Regions from separate parts of the Mus musculus genome. Here region 2 is linked to region 1. A link is a contact called in public Hi-C data. All regions are on one chromosome and are shown on one strand. The core of a region is the stretch at or near the end of the contact, and the rest is flanking DNA. Distances in the headings are between cores, read along the strand shown. Region 1 has its middle 38 kb from the start of Gm30944. Region 2 has its middle 85 kb from the start of Gm31096.

The links. A called contact is a pair of places that touch in the nucleus more often than the background predicts.
Region 2: a Hi-C map of cerebral cortex shows a contact between it and region 1, with 1.9 times the contacts expected there. The contact joins two enhancer-like sites. A contact is called at or near these places in 1 of 484 Hi-C or Micro-C datasets (cerebral cortex), 2 of 115 datasets of contacts at active chromatin or transcription factors (heart atrium and neural progenitor cells) and 1 of 9 other capture datasets (embryonic stem cells).

What each region holds. Positions count from the first base shown.
Region 1 is chr3:84,983,254-84,986,520 of GRCm38.p6, forward strand. No RefSeq gene overlaps it. Among named protein-coding and RNA genes, the nearest start is that of Gm30944, 38 kb to the right of the region's middle. Within about 2 kb of position 1,953, at least 13 of the 459 cell types and tissues checked have an H3K27ac peak or open chromatin away from gene starts, as enhancers often do. A contact at or near this core is called in cerebral cortex, where this site is marked.
Region 2 is chr3:85,205,460-85,208,733 of GRCm38.p6, forward strand. No RefSeq gene overlaps it. Among named protein-coding and RNA genes, the nearest start is that of Gm31096, 85 kb to the left of the region's middle. Within about 2 kb of position 1,287, at least 13 of the 459 cell types and tissues checked have an H3K27ac peak or open chromatin away from gene starts, as enhancers often do. A contact at or near this core is called in cerebral cortex, where this site is marked.

The DNA.
Region 1 (3,267 bases), core at 703-3,202:
ATTCTGGAGGACAAGGAACCACTGAGGGGATCCATATTTTGCTGACTCTCCTGAACATCTTGGGCCAAAACCTATTTCTTCTGTTTGTCTGTGGACTTTGTTTCACTTGGACAGCTCTGGTCTGCAAGAAACAAAAAATTACTTAGAGATGATCCTTGCAAACCAAAGGTTCCACTATTATGAGCCACAAAAACATTTTGCCAATTTACTTTTTCCCCAAGAGGTTCACAGCTTACAAAAGAAACTGCAAAGCACTCTTCAGTATGAGGTTGCTAACAAGACTTAGATTCACAATGAAGTTCATAAGACTTCATCAAACCGTCCTTCCACCATACTAAGTAATAATCAGAAAAGGCGAGCTTATCAATCTGATGACACTCCCGATAAAGTAAGGTGGTAGTTTAAACACACCAAAAGGATCCAAAAAGGTAAGGATGCAACGAAGAGCACCCGCGGTAAACACTGGATACGGATTTGGGAGAGCTGAAGCTTACTAACTTAGACTTGTCAAAACTGGATCCAGAGTGAGTGCTTAGAATCAGAACCATACAACAAAGTAGTAAATGTGGGTCCCTTCCTTGTGATATGTTTAAGGAGATCATTAGGTTTGTGTATTAGAAGTGCATCTCATTGTGGCATGGCTCTGCCCATCAGGAGGACTACAACTCCCAGCAACCCATGCCCATCTTAAAGTACTACAACTTCCAGTAACTCATTGCCCTTATGTAGCCTCTTCAGTTTCAAGGTGAATTGGCCAGTCTCACAACTTAGTCTTCTCATCTGTAGGTGAGGTAATATGAGGACAACATGACACAATGTAGGTCAAGTTAGTATAGGGCTTGACATGTAGTCATTAAGGATTTGTAGTTATTACTGAATGAAGAAAAAAAAAGAATAAAAGGAGGGCATGGTATACTAGGTACGGTAGAGGAGAAGTCTTATGGTAGATAGGAGGGAGAGTGCAGACAGAGGCATCAGGGAGAGAGTCCATAGTGGACATGACCAGCAGACTGAGGTGGATCATGTGAGGAGAAGTGAGAAGGAAGAAGAGGGATAGAGAGGAGGGAGCTTGGAGCAAGAGGCCAAAAGGGCTGGTGTAGCCAAAATGGCTGGATTCTATAGGGAAGAGCAGCTAGGGGAAGGGCAGCCCAGCCCTTGGGCTGCAGAAGTTTAGGGTAGAGGGCAGAGTATGCCAGCCAAGAGGACCCTGTAACAGGGACTGAGGGATGCTGGGAGAACCTGGCCACCAGATCCAGTTTGATCCAGTTAAATCAGCGCCTCAGCTCTTTGTCCCAGGTTTGAGACCTAACAACTACTCTAACTTCAGCTGCCTTGTACACTTGGACTGTAAATATTTGTAATTGACTTGTGTAATGAAACACTTTTATTACAGATAATCTCATTTTATTGCCAAGCACACACACACACAAGAAGAGAAACTTGCATTAGGGGATCCACCCACCGCCTTTTTTTTAAAGAAAAGTTCTCATGATGCAGCCCTAAATGTCATGGGATGCTCTACATAGACCGGGCTAACCTCAGACTCACAAAGCTATATCTGTTTACGCTGCCCATGTGCTGAGATTAAAGGTATGGACCACTATGCACTATGTATATCTCATTCAGAATATCTCACTGTCTTGCAAACCTGAGGGTGTGTGTGTGTGTGTGTGTGTGTGTGTGTGTGTGTGCATATCATACCAGTGATCCTCATTCTTGACCTATCAATTTGGAAGATATAACAACCACGAGCCTTAACTCAACTGGAGAGAACTGTAGAAAACACGAGTCAGTTTTCTAGTGTTGTGTGCTGGGATCCCCTCAATCTCTCCAACTGCAAAAACAAAAGAGTTGCTAGAGAACAATTTGTTCTCTGAGCTCCGCACAGCAGAGGAAATACAGGAGGAGTGGGGAAATTGTGTTGGGAAAGTCATAAGCCACCTTTTTTAGGGCGGGCGAGATGACTCAGCCAGAAGGGTGCTTGTCATCAAGCATGACAGCCTGCGTTCAATCCCTGAGATCCACACAGTGGAAGATGAAAACTAACTCCCACGAGTTGCCCTTTGACCTCAACATGCCTGTTCCCTCCCTCTACAGGAATAATAAATGTAATTATAATTTTTAAAGAAGGTCTGTTTTCAGGTCCTTGGGCAGGGGGGCAGGGAATTGCTACAGAAGTTAAATACTTCAGTTACATAAGAATTTTTAAAAATAAATGTTACTGGTCTACTTGTGTGCCAAAAACAGCCATCCAAAGAGAGGAACAGCAAGCTTCTGCATTCTGAGGCTTGAAAGGAGGCCAGACCATGCAGAAGGTAAAGGCGTGCACGGTGAATCCTCAACACATCTCAGCAGCCGAGTGCTATTACCATCATCAGGAAGGAGAGACAACCGGATCCAAATTCCATTTCAGCCACCTGTGTGACTCTACAAGTTTTAATTTTTTCTTACACTTATTATTTACTGGGAGACATGTACACGGTGGCATCCTACATGTGTGGAGGCCAGAGTGTGTGACTAATTCACTTTGCAGTGATCATCGTCGTCACTGCCACTACCACTAACAGTGTCTTGGTGACCATTTTCAGACTTACTCATCAATAAGACTTCCGGGGTACAATATTCAAAATGCCTTCCCAAATGTGCCAGGGATCTGAAAGTCTCCCTTTGGGAATATAGTGTGCAGTGGAGTCTCATTTCCTGAGAGACGAAACTTCCATCTTAGCCCACTTCCATCTTAGCCCGCACTTGGGAATCGAAAGCATGCAAAATCATGCCCAGGTTTCTTGGTCTTTCACTGTCAGTCTCTTAAATATGATAGGATGGCTGAGCATTTGGAAAAAGGGTGAAATTTCAGAGTAACACCCCCCACCCAAATACCATAAGAAACCTTGGTAAGGGACTATAATATGGAACTATAGAGCTGGCTCAGTGGTTAAGAGCACATACTGCTCTAACAGAGGACCACCATTGGGTCCCAGCACCCACGCTGACTCACAACTGCCTACACCTCCAGCTCTAAGGGATCTGATGCCTCTGTAGACACCTATACTGTTGTGCACACACACAAAGAATATGAAATCTTATAAAGAATCATGTTACCCTCACAGGAGAAAACACTGCATCGTGTAAGGGGGTAAAATGCAACTTTTAAAAAGAGCTCATGGAAACTGAAATATGGGAGAAAAATTATCTATTCAAAATAAAAATTAAAAGAGTTAAGAAGACATAAATGGAAAGCTAAAGTAGGGAAAAATAAAAAAATTA
Region 2 (3,274 bases), core at 37-2,536, 220 kb after region 1:
CCCAGGAAGGTCACTAGTCTGTGTCACTATAAAAAATCAGAGTGAGCAGCTTTCCAGTGTGCTCAGTTTATTAATGTCTTCTTTGTGATTTGTACTGGTTGTAAATATTATGTCCGTTATAAATAATGATCCAACATGCCATTTTTTCCTGTGGTCCTTGGTTACCTGGCCTATAAAACCAGAGGGCTGAATTAAATGATTATTAAGGTCCCTGCAGCTTTAACTCTGATGGATTTCATGAAGATTAACCTCCTGTGAGTAGACAGTCTATGGGGCTTGCCAGAGTGAGGTATCCCTAAGAACTTCGAAATGGGAAATACAATTTCCCTTGGAGAGTAAAACTTTAAAGGCAGCCAACACTAGATCAAAGAAGATATATTCAAAGTCTCCTTAAATGGACAGGATAGATTTCAGACCAGAACTGTCTGGACTTGATAATCCAAACATATCTAGGGTCAGAGTGTCCTGTCTGAGAGATGGAGCACCACGGAAGCAAGAAGAGGACACTGGGGACGGTGTCTTGATCTGTCCTGGCTCTGACAAGATTGGGATATTAGTGGGTCTGGGGCACTTTCCCAGCTGTGTCTCTGTTACAGACTGGCAGTAGACTGTCATGACTTGATGCCCCATGCCACTGACACGACTCACTATATTTAACCGACAATCCATCTAGTGTGGGCACCAACCCAGGAAAAGGGGTGTCAGCTACAGCTGGAATGGAAACTCAGGGCATTCACTGTAGCCAACACTTACCTTCTATAGTCTGAGAAGTGTGGGGCCTCCAGCCTGGATGGGGAGGTCTGTATAAACCCAGTGGGAAGCTCAGGATAGAGGCTGTCAGCTATCAGTTTCCGATCAGCTCAGAGAGGTTTAATACTTCAATAATGAAACACTTTTAAGCCTTTCAGTCCACCCCCTCTCTGATTGCAGTTCACCCAAACACCCCGAGTTTGAGTGCTGTCTCCCTTATGTGTCTGTCTGAAGAAAGGATAGCCTGGCTGGGGTCTGGGAGGCAGGGACATCTATGAAGGACACAAGGAGGTGACTGGAAGATGATTCTGCTCCTTGGGGCCAACAGAGAGTCTCCTCTTCAGCCTCTTGGGAGCCTGCTCATAGTGATCGGTGCGAGCTCACCCCAGTGAGAGAAATGCAATCTGGGCTTGCTGACAAAGTCAAGTGCTTCAGCTAAAAGAAAGAAGCGCTCAACGTCCTCACAAAATACTTCTTGGAAGCAGCCAGCCAATCCTTCGTTCAAACTTAGAGTCTGTGGTGCAAGGGAGTCTTCAGTAGTTTTCCACAGGCCTGCTGGCTGAATCTCCGCAGCATGTGGAATTTCAACTATAGGCAGGACAGCATGATACAGCGATTTCTCTCTTCTCTTCTCTCCTCCTCCTCCTCCTCCTCCTCCTCCTCCTCCTCCTCCTCCTCCTCCTCCTCCTCCTCTTCCTCTCTCTCCCTCTCCCTTTTTTCTCTCTTCCTCCTTCCTCCCTTTTCCCCTCCCTCCCTCCTTTTCATCTTCCCTCCCTCCCCACTCTCAATATGCTCAGTCATTTGTCTGTCAGGCAGATCTGCTTGGGTATCTAATAGGTTTCTCAATCATATTATGTCCAAAATATCACCCTTGGCACTGACTCTTCTCTTAAACCACCCCTTCCCATGTCCCCTTGTCTCTCAAGCCTGACCTAAAATCACATTCTGCCCAGGACCCCTCTCCTCAGACTCTTGCTTCCACCTGTAGCCTCTACTTAGGATATCATTGCTTCTAAGCTATAAGGTCATAAAGAGCACTTCCGGATTCCAGGTCAAAGCAGGTGACAGAGGTGGTTAAGCTTATGCATGCACGTGCACACGCACACACGTGCACATACACACACATGTATTTAAAGTCTGTTTGCTCTTTTCTAGTCTTTCCCAGTTCCTTCCACACCCACACTACTTTTTGGTTTCATATGTGTTTCATGAACCTCTCTGGTTTCATGTATAATTTTGGTAGAAACAGCCATACAAGGCTATCTGTGAACCCCAGGTCTCCAGCTCCTTTGCCTGGGAAAACACAGGCAGGTTGGAGCCTGATAGGACCAAGAAAGCCTTATTTTGAACCTAGGAGGAAAAGGCAGAATAGAATTCCAGTAGATACCACTCAGGTGATGCTTCTGGTCCCAGGGAAGAAGCAATACTGGCAGGTCAGAGACTCTGGGCTAGCCTGGGCTGGCCCGGACTGGACTTAGTTGTGAGTCCCTGCAACTTGGCTCCCCATCTTTTCCATAAAGACAAATACCACTGCTGTGTCTAGGAAGAGGCTCTGAATGTTTCAGCCCTTCGCTTATTCCCAACCCTGTCCCCAAGCCAACAGGGAAGGTTTGAGATGTTTGGTGGGTAGAGTTCTTAGGCAGCTACATATATCTCCCTAAGGAGTTGGGGCTCAGCCTTCAGACTGATGCTGGTAGTGGACAGGAAGTTAGGGACAGCCATGAAGGACACAGAGGCAAAAGGGGATGAGCCAGATGGAATGCATCTGAGTCCCCACCCTGGCACTACCGGGATGCCTCAGGAGTGGGATGCCAGTGAGGATAATCAAGAACAAACATCAATGGAAAAATAGATATCACCTCTCCCCATCCATGGCTGCATCGATTTCATAGCACACACTCCACTGTGCTACAGAATAAACCCAATACCCCACACTTTGTCCTTGTCAGGGAACAAAACAGGTTCCAGTGCTCCACTTTGGGTCCTGGTACTCATTTATAGGTAGACTTAGTTATCTTAGCCAAGTCCTCTCCACCTTTTTAAAAAATTTGAATAAAAAAATTCCCTTGATTTACAATTTCTGTTTGTTAGTGTCCACTGTAGTTCAGGCCTGTCCTAGGATCTAAAGAGTAATGTTAGGCAATTAAACAAAATGTGCACATTTCTTGTAGGGTTATGGGAAGTATTCACCACCACCCCCCACCCCCAGCTGAGAATTCAATCAAGCACTCAGAGACATCAGGAGAAAGTCTTTATTTTTCTGTTGGCATACAGAATGACCTTAGCTAATGCTAAGAGACACCCCCCCTGCAAGAAGTATTTCACTGTTTATATAGAGTAGGGAATATTGGCATAATCTTGTCTTGGTGACCATCCTAGAGTAGTCTTTTCATTTCTGTCATCAAAGAGAATTTCTCAGGAACTTAAACAAATTTCGCAATGGGAGAAGGTGTGCATTTTGCATGAGGAGGACAGTTTCGTCTTTAGCAGACGGAATTTAGCAGTAGTTCATATGTCAGGTCAT